2 separate regions of the Gossypium hirsutum genome follow, and region 2 is linked to region 1. Evidence: chromatin contacts called from public Hi-C data. All regions are on one chromosome and are shown on one strand. The core of a region is the stretch at or near the end of the contact, and the rest is flanking DNA. Distances in the headings are between cores, read along the strand shown.

Region 1 (7,319 bases), core at 4,525-7,024:
ACCCGTACCTTACCACCACGCCACTTGCTCGATTGTGTCATCTTTCCTCCCAAGGTACTTATAATGCCTCCTTGCGACAATCCCTGGTTGTAAAAAAAAAACCAACAATTTACGCGCGCTGTGCCTTGAACCCAGGCACCTCCCATGCCCTCTTAGCGTGCTTAGCCACTGGGCCAGGTGCTTGTTTATGCTAAAACTCAGCCCAAAGTATTAATAAGGCCTACTGCCCAGATTCCCTTAAGAGGCAAAATTTAAGAATTTTGCTAAAGCTATGGGCCGAGCCCTGGACCTTTTTTCCACACCCTAACCCTTCGTAATTTATTTAATTACTACACTAGACATACGAAATAAAAATAAAAATAATAACATCCAAGTTATTCCGGCCGTCATCTACTCAAACCCAGACTCAAGGCCCAATACTCCTAGGCCTAAACATCGGGGCGTTACAGAAGTGCTAACCTGAACATCTCCCATTCCCTTAGCTTCAATGATCTGGCCATTTCAAACTCTGATTCTCAAATTGAATGATCTATCAATCTCCTTGGACATGCTTTCATCTGAAACCATATGGTTTGTACAACCACTGTCAATCAACTAGTTTTTCTTGTCTTGGTTGTTGACTGTGAGGCATGAATAAGTGAATGTGAGCTCCTCCTGAGCTTCATTTTCTTCAGCACTTGAGCCTGATTAGACTGCTATTGTTGCTGCTGCACTTTGTTTTTACTAATTCTGAAATCGTGGCCAAATTGCTTACAGTTTTTACACTACACACCAGATCTTATCCAACAGAACTTTTCTAAATAACCCATCTTTTTGTAATTCGAGCATGGTGGATGATTTTTCTTTTCACCATCTATTTTTGGCCTTTCTCTAGCTTGATTCCATTTCTTCTTGCCTTTTTTGCTTGAAGAGCATGGAGTTTCCTTATTTCTCACTTGGCAAGTACCTTCTATGTGAAGAACTTTAGTAATAACTTTTGTACCTACAAGAGTGCTAACTTGAACATCTCTCTTTCCCTTGGCTTCAATGATCTGACCATTTCCAAGTCTGATTCTCGAACTAAAGGATTTGTCAATCTCCTTGAACATACTTTCATCTGAAACCATATGATTTATACAACTACTGTCAATTAACCAATTTTTCTTATCTTAGTTGTTGACTGTAAAGCATGAAGCAGTGAATGCGAGCTCCTCCTGAGCTTGATTTTCTTCAGAGCTTGAGCCTAATTAAATTGCTGATGTTATTGTTACACTTTTTTTTTTACAAATTTTGAAATCGTGGCCAAATTGCTTATAGGTTTTTTATAAAACTTTTCTGAATGACCCATCTTTTAAAAATTCGAGCATGGTGGATACTTTTTCTTTTCACCATCTCTTTTTGGCCTTCCTCTTGCTTGATTCCATTTCTTCTTGCCTTTGTTGCTTGAAGAGCATGGAGTTTCCTTGTTTCTCGCTTGGTAAGCACCTTCTATGTGCCCTTCTTTTCTATCCGCTCTTCTTTGCTCCTGCACATATAGAAAATTTATGAGCTCTGACAGAGAGATAGTTGTTAAATCTCTCGAGTCCTCCAAGGATGAGATCTTGGACTTATACTTCTCTGGCAGTGTTGTGATGACTTTTTCAACAACCCTTCGATCACTGAACTGATCACCAAGAAACCTTATGTTGTTGACAATGGACATGATCATGTCTGCATACTGCTTGATTATTTCAGTTTCCTTCATCTTCAGGTTCTCAAAGTCTCTCCTCAAATTCAAAAATTGTTGTTATATTATCTTCTCAGTCCCCTAGAACTCCTCCTTCAACTTATTCGAAGCTTGTTTGGGAGTTTCACAAGCCATAATTCTCATGAAAATTACATCAGACACACCATTCTAAAGGCAGGACAAAGCATTATACTTCTTAACAGCTTCATTGCTATATTGTCTAATTTGAGCTATCGTTGGGTTAGCTCACAAAGGTGGTGATTATCTATCTGAAACAACAACTTCCCACAAGTTATATGCCTAAAGATACGTATTCATCTTCACTACCCAAATATGGTAGTTCTCTCCAGAAAAGATAGGAGGTGGAGGTAGAGGTGGTGTAAAGCTTCTAGATGACATTGCAATAAAAACAAGATAGAAACAACACTCTTTGTTCAACAAGAAAAACACTCAGAAGTCTCTCGAAGGCTAAGGCTCTCGATACCAATTGTTAAGAGTTTAGAGAAGTTGAGGGAACAAAATATAGAGAAAACAAAGAAAAATACTTAGCATAATTTTTTACTGCTATCAAATTTTCTCATCTTTTTTCATTCAACAAGAAATACAATATATATATATACGGGTGTAGTGATTACAAGTAAGTCAACTACCCTACTAATACACCTTAAAAATACAAAGATATAACTTATACATAAACTGATTAGGTAAAAGTCAGAATCTAAAAAGTTAAATCAATACTAACTCTGCTTATCTAACAAGTGATCTTAGCAAGTAGACTAATACAAAAAAAAAACCATTACCAGCATATGCAAACCCTTCTTGAAATACGTCAGGTGGGTTCGCCAACAACACATAATAGCTCACACTTTAATGAGCTCGCAACTTTAGTTAAGCTCGCAACCATGGAGCTAGCAGACTTGCTTGAGCTTCCAACTTTAGTTGAGCTCGTAGCTACGTAGGAAGAGTTCACCACTACATGAATGGCCACTTTGGAATAGAGGAAAATAAATTAAGAAAAAGAACATGTAAGCATAGGCGAGCGGGCAGGGCAGAAATGAAATTTTACACTTTTAGCTCCTTTATAATTTATAAATTTTAAATTAGTAGATGATAAAATTGTACATTGACACTAAAAAATATAACTTTTTTAGTTGTTCTTTTAAAAATTATAAAGATATAGACTATTAAAAAGATAAAATTATATTTTTACTTTCATAAAAATATATTACTTAATTCCAACCCTCAAAAGAATTTTGACTTTACTTATGTATATAAGTGTAATTAATTACAAGCTAACTGAAAGATTAAGTAATATTAAAATATAAATTAACAAAGAAAATCTATTATATTGTATATAAGTTTAAAAGCTTATTCGGGTACCAAGTAAATTTAAATGGCTTACATATAAAGACTTTATTTAAATAAGATAACAAAATTCAAGGGCTTATTTAATATATTAGCCAGTATTGGATTTATATTTCATATATTGATACCTATAAATTTAGAGTGAGTATTTAGTACACTAGCAATATATTTTTTTTATTCTACAATTAACCTTAAAAAATTGACATGTATCATTTTTTTAAAATATATATTTTCTAATAATTTATTATACCCTGTAGGATACTTATCAATCTCTTAACCCTGCTTTATGGAGTTTAAAAACTCCAATAAAAATGTATCAAATATTTTCTCATAAATTTATGTTTTATTAGTAAAATAAACGATGACAAGTATTGTATTTTTTTTTAAATTTAATAATTTTGATACACTGGTGGTGGAAACTTTTAACTCTACAACTGGATTAAGATTTTTTCATGTTTCCTTAAGTTGTATTTAAAAATTTTTAAAATAAATAAATATGACATATGGCAAAATCTTAACCTCGCTTGTGGAGTTAAAAATTTACATCACATGTGCACCACATAATTACCCATAATATATTATTATATAATTTAAGGGTTAATATTTGGTAAACTCAAAGTGTGTTGTCATGTATTTTTTTTAAATATTTTACTAAACCTCTCTATAGGACACTTGTCAATCCCTTGACTTTGCTTGTGGAGTGTTAAAACTTCACTACTAGTATGCCAAATATTTTCTCGTAATTTATTGATAGTGTATAAAATTATACAATATTATTATATTACGGGATAGTATTTGATACACTGATAGTAGTGTACTTTTTTTATTCCTCGAGTAGCTTTAAAAAATTGAAATATGTCTTTTTTTTTAATATTTTACTATAACCATGTAGCACACTTGTCAATATTGAGAAGCACACCTTAGAGAACAAGAATGAGTAATTCTTTCATATGTATTAACAAAGCAATATCCAACGATATATATACAAGCCATAGTTAGCAGCTGATTAACAACAACTGATCAGTAACAGACTAACGAATTGCTAACTATACAAACAAACTAACTGCTAACAGCTACAACCATTAATTCCTTAATATGCCTCCAGCTTTCTCATGACTGCTGACTGACCAGGTTTAGCAATAAGCTTGAGACATGACCTGAACTTTGTAAACAAAGGCCAGACAAAGGCTCAGTGAATACATTAGCTATTTGCTCTTGAGCAATAACATGTCCTACTTGCAATAGTCCAACAGCAACTCTTTCCCTGACAAATAAGAGATCTAATTCGACATGTTTGAATTTCGAATGAAGAACTGGATTAGCAGAAACAGCAACAGCTCCAGAGTTATCGCACCAAACAGCAGCTTTGCGAGTAGAAGAGATATGTAGCTCAGAGAGGAGAGAATCAAGCCAAACCATTTCAGTGACAGTGTGAGCAAGGCCACGATATTCTTCTTCAGCAGTGGACCTGGAGACTACTTTTTGTTTCTTGGATCCCTAGGCAACTGGACTCCCTCCGAGAAACGCACAGAACCCCGTAGTAGATCGTCTATCATCCACATCGATTCCCCAATTATCATCTGAGTACCCTACTAAATCCAGATTGGCAGCTTTAGTGAAATGCAGTCCATAATCCATGGTGTTCTAAAGGTACCAAAGAATACGTTTCACAGCCTTAAAGTGTTGATCTAAAGGTTGATGCATGAACTGGTAAACCTTATTGACAACAAAGGCAATATCAGGCCTGGTGATGACCACGTACTGTAATGCACCCACAATACTTCTGTAATCCGAGGCATTCTCCACTGCACTGCCAACATGGAGAGACAAAACACAGGAGGTGACCATGGGCGTAGGTGAACCTGCCGCTTGATCCATCTTGGCTCTCCGTAGAAGATCAAGCACATATTTCTGCTGACTTAAAAATAGCCCTTCAGTAGTAGGAAGAACCTTAATTCCAAGGAAATAAGAAAGATGCCTCAAGTCTTTCAAGGAAAATGTTTTATTCAAAATTGTGACAAACTCATCAATGCTACCTTTGTTATTCCCAGTAACAATGATGTCGTCCACATAACAAGGACATAGAGACAAACATCCTTAGTTTTTCGAACAAACAAAGAGCTGTCTGATTTTGTCAAAACAAACTAGGACATGAGTAGGAAGTCTCTCAACTTAGAAAACCAAGCTCGGGGAGCCTGCTTAAGACCATATAGAGCCTTCTTGAGTTTGCAGACCAAAGGTTGATCACCATGATTTTGTTCAAAACCAGGAGGTTGAACCATGTAAATTTCTTCGGACAAATCACCATTAAGGAAGGCATTGTCGATGTTGAGCTGCCGGAGATGCCAACAAAACTTTACAGCAAGCGTTAGGTCAACACGAATGGTTGTTGGCTTAACAACCGGACTAAAAGTCTCATGGAAGTCAATGCCAGCTTCCTGAAGATACCCTTTGACCACCAAACGTCCTTTGTATCGGGCTATTGAACCATCGGCATGTCTTTTGAGCTTAAACACCCATTTGCACCCCACAGCTCTCCAGTTGGCAGGTAAGGGAACCAAGTCCCATGTCTGATTTCTAAATAATGCATTTTAGCTGCTAGAGCCCATTCCTTAGATGACAAAGCCTCCTCAATTGTAGTCGGTTCAGAAACACCAATCTCTACTGAGAAGACACGAGGTTTGAAAATTCCACTCTTGGACCGGGTCTGCATGGGGTAAGTGTTGACAGGAGGAGTAGGAATTGACTCATCAACCGGAACACTACTGGACACCATTTAAGAGGCTGGTGGAGAGACCTCAGCAGGAGAAGGAGAAACCCGAGTACTACTAGCTGAATGGGAGACAACATAGTAGCAGCTGGACGAGGCTGAATGGTAGCAGACCCTGAGGAAGCAGACCTAGCAGAGTGAAGATCGGACGGATAGCGTACTACTGGGACTGAAGATTCGTGACGCTGGAACTGAGATGAAGCAATAGCAGACACAGAACTATCTGGACACCATATTGAGAAGCATACCTTAGAGAACAAGAATGAGTAATTCTTTCCTATGTATCAACAAAGCAATATCCAACAATATATATACAAGCCATAGTTAGCAGCTGATTAACAACAACTGATCAGTAACAGACTAACGAACTGCTAACTATACAAGCAAACTAACTGCTAACAGCCACAACCATTAATTCCTTAATAGTCAACTCTTTGACTACTTGTGGATTCTAAAAACTTCATTAATTGTATACCAAATTATTTTCATTATATTAAATATAATCCTTATCTAATTAATTTAAACAATGAGTATTGTGTTGTTTTATTTCCCAAAAAGACAGGTGAATATTGGGACGTAGACGTATAATACTAAAAACATTGGTTGAAATGATAGTATTTCTTTTTCTTTTTCTTTTTTGAGAAAAAAATTATAATATTTAAAAAATAGACAAATTGTATAAATTAGATTTTAATAAGTGCTTATTTGATCCTCTAATTTTATATAAAAAATTATTTTAACCCTTTATTTATTTATTTTACTTTTTTTTAATCCTTAAACTTTTGTTTGTTGTACCCTTAAACTATATTGGTTTGTTTACTTTTGTTTTTTCGTTAATAATATTGCTTTACCTTCAAAAAAGATATTATGATTAAACTAAATACTAATTAGAAAATGTAAGGCATTCTTACAACTTTAGCCCATAGATCTTTCATTTATTTGTCAATTTGGTCCTTTTTTAAAATTAAATTTGACACTCAACCTTTTAAAAAAATTAATTTTGATCATCAACCTTTTAAAAAGAATTGAATTGATTTTTTTTAATAGAAATACTAACTAACACGTTAAATTTGTAAACATTGTAGCCCACATTGCAATCTAAGTGTACTTCATGCTATTTTTTGAATTTTTATGAAGCTTTTATACTCTTTTATTTTTGAATATTTTTATAACTTTTAAAATATTTATTAACATGTATATATGACAAACAATATCATGCCAGAAAGAAGTGCATATAGACTACTACACAAGTTGACACATCAACATCATTAAAGAATATTTTAATCAACATTTTTGTTAAAAAATAACAATTTAAGTCTTTTTGAAATATTAACAGCTAAATTTAACTTATAATAGTAATAATTATAATTATTATTATTATTATTATAGTGGAAAAAAACTGTAAAACAAAATTTATCAGTGTACCAAAAATTAATGCTACAAACTATCGTACACTCGTCCTTATTATTTTTGGATTTA
Region 2 (6,736 bases), core at 1,164-3,663, 230 kb after region 1:
CTACCCGAAAGATAAGTTATGTTTTAGAATATTAGGTTGATGTCAACCTCAGATAGTATTATAAGTAAGATAGGTGAAATTAAGGTTACTACATCAATTGTTGCATAGAAGATGAAAAGTACGAGTTTGCCATATTTTGAGAGTTTAGAATGAAATAGCGGATCATATGGCTAAATATGTTGCAACAAGAAATTTTTTGCTCTAGTTGTTTGAAGTTCCACTAAGTTCAATAAAAAATTTGTTGATTGTTAATCGTAATAATTCTAGATCAATTTAATATTAATTGTTTGATGTAGTTGCTTTGTTCCGTGTTTTTTTTACCAAAAAAAAGTTACGTAGAATAAACACAATTCCAGAGCTAATATCAACTTAGAGCATTAGGAATAATAACAAACATCGACTTTTTGCCGACACTTGAATTTCTCAAAAAACTTCTTGCCCTATATTTTTCTAGAGTTGTCTCAATCTCACTTAAGGTCTTAGGTTTGACTCCTTTCACTATGTCTCTGATTTTTTTTGTTTTTTTTTTTGTCAATGGAGGAAAAAAAAGGGTTAAAAGAGGAAAATATCTTACAATATATTATTTTTATTATTAAAATTATTTATAAATTAATAATTTTTAAAGTTTTTTTATTTTTTCAAGGTAAATGATGTGACGTTGTCACATATAATAATCTTATACTATCACGTCATTTTTTGTTATTACATTACAACCATTGGCTAAAAAAATTCAAATACTAAGCTGGAATAAAAGAAAAAAAAAACCATAAGTATCAAGTTAAAGTTAGTGTCAAGTTCAAATACCAAACAAGTATTTAAGCCAAAATATAAACTAAATTTTAGTTAGTTTGATTTATTTTGGATTTGATCAAAGTATCATTCATGTTTCTTTTATAGTTTATGAAAACTAATATTTTGGGGATCTGTGATTGATTTCTCGATAATATTATCTTTAGTGTTTGAACTCGAGTTCTCTCACTAAGACAACAATATGTCTTCTCATTATACACAACACTTATTAGTTAATTAGTATGAACTTTAATGTAATATGTATTTTTAAAATTAATACAATATATATTTTTTTACAATTGCACCAAACACAGTCCATATGCCATGGATAAATTTTGTCCATTTCTTTTCAATTTCTCGTTTGTTGACTTTGTACTAATTTGATTTTACATACTAATTGTTTGAATATTTATTTATACACCGTATTATATTTGTAATAGTAAAATTTTTTAAATAAAATTATCGTTAATAATTTGTATTAAAAAATAAGGGTAATTATTTGGTACACAGACAGTGAAAAATTCTCATTCCACAAGCGAGGTTGAGATTTTGTCACATATTTTTTTTAATTTTTTTTTTTAAAATACAACTCAATTGCACATTACAAAATCTCAAGTCAAAATTTTCCACTACCTAGGAGGGTTGAGCAAAAAATCGACCAAATTGAGTTGAACCGATAATTCAATTTTTTTATAGTTCAGTTTCGGTTAGATAATGTCATTGAACCACATCAATTTGATTTTGTTTCAGTTTATTTCATTGGACACCGAAAAATCCAAAAAAAAAAAGAAAGTTTAAAATTTTCAAAAAAAAAAAAGCCAATATTTTTTGAACATATAAGGCCAAAACAAAAACCCATTTAGAACCTAAAACAAAACCCATTGCTTTTAAATTCTAAAAATAACTTTTATTATGCTTTTACATATCCTATAATTAAAAAAAATAAACCCTAAATCTAATTTGAGTGTCAACCTCTCACAAATTCATTGTTTATTTATTATTATTATTATTAAAATTTATAAGAATTCAAGTGTTCATCTCAGTTATACTTAATACGTACTGTATTTATTCTTCAATTATTATTATTGTTAAAACTTTTAAAATTTTGGTTATCAATTAACATTTCCAAGTTGAACTATCATTACACGTTGAGAGTTCTAAAATATAAATGATTTAATATTTGATTATGTTCAATGAAGATCGAGAGTAATTAAATTAAGGTTTAATTAGATTTTTAACAAATATTTATAATTATAAATTTTACAATTTATTTTTCATATAAATTTATTAATTAAGGTTTTATGTATAATTGAAAAAAATTTGTTAAATAGTGTTTAAAAAACATAAAACAAAGATAAATTTATCTAATTAAAGTTGAAAAGTCCAAATCCAAAAATAAATTTATCTAAGTAAAATCCAAAAGCTAAAATCTGAAAAACAATATAAAAACTTGAAATCCGTACCAATTAAGTATGGTTCGATAATAACCGGTTTCTTATGTTAATTGGTTGAGTTTGCTTTGAAAAATGAAAAAAACAAAAAAAAATCAAATACTCCAACTCAATTAAAAAACTAAAAAACAGAACCGAACCGAGCCATCTCACCCTTCTACCACAGCACCGGAAAAATATTGGAAGATGGGCCTTCTATAAAAAGTTAGAATTTGGGTGGATGAGGTACTAAGGCCCAGTTAAGCCCCAACAACTTAAAAAGAAAGTATTATCAGGGTTTTTTATTCAGAGAGAGAAGCAAAGGGAGAAACCAGGAAACCAAACCAAACTAGTGAGCCGCAGCTTCTCTTCTTCTGTATCCCAAAATGGTTGCTTTTAGGGTAAGTTCAAATTTCTATTTTCTTTTCTTTTTCCATTTTTTTTGTTGAGAAAATGGTGATGGGATTTTGGGTTTTGATTTTTGATTTTTGATTTTTCTTTGAAAAAAAAAACAGTTTCATCAATACCAAGTGGTGGGCAGAGGTCTTCCTACAGACGCAGATGAGCATCCCAAGATTTACCGTATGAAGCTTTGGGCCACTAACGAAGTCCGTGCCAAATCCAAGTTTTGGTCTGTAAATTTGCAATTTGCTGATAATTCCTGATTTCGTTTGTTTTGATTTCCTTGATGAGATAGGGGATTGGAATTTTAATTTTGGTTCCATGTTTAGGTATTTTTTGAGGAAGCTGAAGAAGGTGAAGAAAAGCAATGGACAAGTTTTGGCCATCAATGAGGTATTCAACCTTACTTGTTCTTCAACTTTGAACCCCCCATTAGTGTATGGCTTAAGCAAGTTAATTGCATTGCATTTTATCATATAGGAACCTTATATTATATTGTTCATTAACTTCTACTATTTAGTTGTGTTGATTAATGATGAAAGATTACAGTTACTCTGTTCATTCATAATTGGGAGTTACTGCATTATGACATACAAGGTGTTTAAGAAAAGAGGGGGAAAAGCAAAAAATGTTGGCCTAATCACATAATTTTAACTTGGAGGTTCTCTTATGCCTATATTTTAAGAGAAAAGGTGTTGTAAATAAAACACATTGATTTTTGGTTCATTGTTTATTTTAGAAGAGAAAGCATTTTAAGCATTAATATCTTTCTTAATTTGATTGCTTTGTTTACCATATACTAGATGTAGAGTTGTCACTGCTAAACATGGTAGGCTTATGTTCTATCCTCTCGGTTTAGTTTAGCCAGATCTTGTTTCTCAAGAGGGAATGATGTTTCACCATTTCCATGTATATGGAATTAGACATTTTAAGCCACCCGAGTTAATTTTTGTGTGTGTTTTAAGTGTTGCATATTGGATAAGAAATGTTCTATTTTTTTTAAAAAAAATTATCTTCACATACTTGAGCTTGAAATGGTCTTCATCTAGAAACATGTTTTGATCAATCAGTTTGATTGGATTTAAAAGAAGCATCATGCTAAATGAATAGCCTTAGATCTAATCATGGATGGTATTTAGTTATTCATCTGAGCCTGGTATATGTCATTTGATGCCACCAGAATGAAGTACCACTGTGAGTGAAGATAAAACCTTAGATTTTGAGAAACGAAAATACTTCTTAAAACTCTCTTGTACCGGGAGTTTGGATGTTTTGGAGGTGGGACAGTTGAGCTATGTGAATGAGACTAGGGACAGGGGTAAGGATCCAAGTTTCGGGCACAGTAATTCTTGAAATCTCAAAACAGGGGAGTCGGGGACACTATCCAAAAGTCGGACACGGAGTCTCCCATTTAAAAAATATAATTTTTTTCATGCCTCTTATAACCTAATTTATTTCCAGCTTTGCTTTTCTTTTGAAAGGTGTTTTTTTTTTCTTTTTCTTTTTAAGCTTTAACTTTTGGCCCATTGTGAATTATAAAATAATGGGCTGGTCTGGAGTCTGGACCGGCGTCAAAAATTTTATAAAAAACCCCTAGAAAAGTGAAAAGTCACAACATTAGTCTTCTTCGCTATGCCGCCTGCTGCTGGGGCTTTACTTAGCAGATTTTTTTTCCTTTTCCTCCAGCAATTTCTTTGTCAGAAGTCGTCGATGGCCGACGTCATCGCCTCTGCTGTGTATACACCTTTCTTTTTCCTTTCCTCCTGTTTTTTTTTCCCTCAGTTCTCCCTGCATTGTGTCCGTTGATTTTTGCTGGATCTGATCCGTTTCCAGTGTTGGAATCCATGTTGGATCGTGTTGACACCGGTACAACACCCCTAACTGCCAAGTCCGGGTAACAGAGTAGTTGAGTAGAGTAGACAACATGCTTACATATTTACCCGTGCTTTATACCTTAAATTAGTGTCAAACCTTGTAGCAATGCATTTGTGCTTTGATGCTGGCTCACTTGTGTTCCTTTGTTATTTTAAAGAGAATGATGCATTGTTCCTAAATTACCATGAAACCAATTTTTTTCTCGCAATAAATGTTTTTGATTGCAGATCTTTGAGAAAAACCCTACCAAGATCAAGAACTATGGCATTTGGCTGCGATATCAAAGTCAAACTGGTTATCACAATATGTACAAGGAATACCGAGACACAACCCTCAATGGTGCTGTAGAACAGATGTACACTGAGATGGCGTCTCGTCACCGGGTGAGGTTTCCTTGTATTCAAATCATCAAGACAGCTACCATCCCAGCAAAACTTTGCAAGAGGGACAGCACCAAGCAGTTCCACAACTCCAAAATCAAATTCCCACTGGTATCCAAGAAGGTCAGGCCACCAACTAGGAAGCTCAAGACGACATACAAGGCAACCAAACCCAACTTGTTTATGTAGTTGTCTTTCATGGCTGGTGGTGATAGGTCTAATGCCTTATAGTTTGATTACTTCCCTTGTTAGATTGAGAGGGGTTATCAAATTTTGAACACTCTATATTAACTTTTATAGTTCTTTTATGTTTCGAAGATTGTGTTTTGATGACTTTACTTTTTAATTTAATGAACATGGTGAATTTGCTAATTTCTAGTTGGTGAATGATCTGTATAATGCATCTGCAATGCATGGTGCGGTTACATTTTATTGTGCAATTTGATATTAACTTTAATTTGGTGAATTTATTTGAAATTTTGGTTGTAATTTAAATATATACATAGAACTTTAATTTTAAAGAAAGAAATGTATCAATTTATTTTTAAATGGGGTAGATATAAATATTTTTGTGTAATATAATATAAAATGATGCAATACTACTAATTGTATCAATAATTTGATTCATGTATAAAATTGTACAAATTAAAATTTATGTATGTAGTTACATATTAAATCAAAATTAAAATATAATTTTGATATTTATCTTTTTTATTTTCTTCGGACTTTTTATTGTCTTTAAATATCTGCATTAGTGTGGATCCTAGCATTTGAAGGATTTGAGAGAACTATTGCATCAAAACCAGAAAATGTGGGAATTTGAGAGAACCAATAATTAGTCTAAAATCGAGAACTGGTTTATGCGGAAAAGCTTGAAAAAACTGATGTGTTTAAACTTTTGGCTTAGTTCGGCCAAAAAGCATCCACTTGGTTCATCTCTACGTATGGTGGATCTGCAACCTGTAGTGCATCTTGACCTCACGAGAACCAGTGAAGGGTGAACAAAAATGGAGAATGAAAGATACTCGAAAATTGTGGTTGTACTGGACGAGAAAAAAGAACCAATGAACGTAAACGAGGAAGTTCTAGGCTTCAGCACCACCTAAGAAACTTGAAAAATTTACCCTGACGATGAAGTTCTAGGCTTCAGTTTTTATTTTTTTTATATAATAGACAATTTTTTTTTTTGGTTACAAATCTGGTTAACACCACGAAAAACTAGCATAGATACCTATTACCCATTAGCCCGTTATGAATGTGGATAGAGTGGAGGAGGTGCTTGATATTATCAAGTGTTCGTTGGAGATTTCATCCTACTTTAGTGCGTTCACGAATGATATTCAACCATTTTTGTCACTTCCAAGAAACTTACGTGAAGAAATATTATGATTTTTTAGAGTAAGAATAGAATGGAGAGTGAGAAACTTGGCCTGAATTTTGTTGACAAAATTGAAGCTTCCAATGGACAAAATCTGAAAACCGCTATAATCCTGAACGATAGTAGCTCCACCAGTCATGTTATTTCGCCTGCAATTGACATTGCAATGTGGAGAGGGAATTTGCACCTGTCTCAGGAGCTTGATTCCTTGACTGATGATTTTGCGAAATGTCTAGAGAATCGTGCAGGCTTTGAATCTTGGGAATTGCCCTATTGGTGAGGGTTCAGCCATCCAAAAGATGAGTTCAGTCCTTGATTCCAAATTATCCAAAGGGTACAAAACATGTAAGTGTAAAGTTGCCTCGAGTTAAAGAGAATCAATGTTGTTTGAGTCAAGCCATTGACGAAACTATGAAGATAAAAGGAGGAATTTGGAGGGCAAAAGATCAGAGGACAAAAGGAGTGTCGAACCAGACAGCCCA

What was found. Hi-C and Micro-C count contacts between places; a contact is called where the count stands out from the background.
Region 2: a Hi-C map of leaf shows a contact between it and region 1, with 6 times the contacts expected there. The contact joins the promoter of LOC107955702 here to the enhancer-like site in region 1. A contact is called at or near these places in 9 of 34 Hi-C or Micro-C datasets (anther, hypocotyl and leaf).

The regions. Positions count from the first base shown.
Region 1 is chrA07:84,571,192-84,578,510 of Gossypium_hirsutum_v2.1, forward strand. No RefSeq gene overlaps it. Among protein-coding and RNA genes, the nearest start is that of LOC107956417, 18 kb to the right of the region's middle. Within about 2 kb of position 5,775, at least 1 of the 9 cell types and tissues checked has an H3K27ac peak or open chromatin away from gene starts, as enhancers often do. A contact at or near this core is called in leaf, where this site is marked.
Region 2 is chrA07:84,806,169-84,812,904 of Gossypium_hirsutum_v2.1, forward strand. It overlaps LOC107955702 (60S ribosomal protein L18a), which reads left to right and starts at 2,414. Exons shown (of 4, transcript XM_041116944.1): 1 at 2,414-2,620; 2 at 2,735-2,850; 3 at 2,951-3,014; 4 at 4,724-5,248. The coding sequence starts at 2,606. The coding sequence ends at 5,065.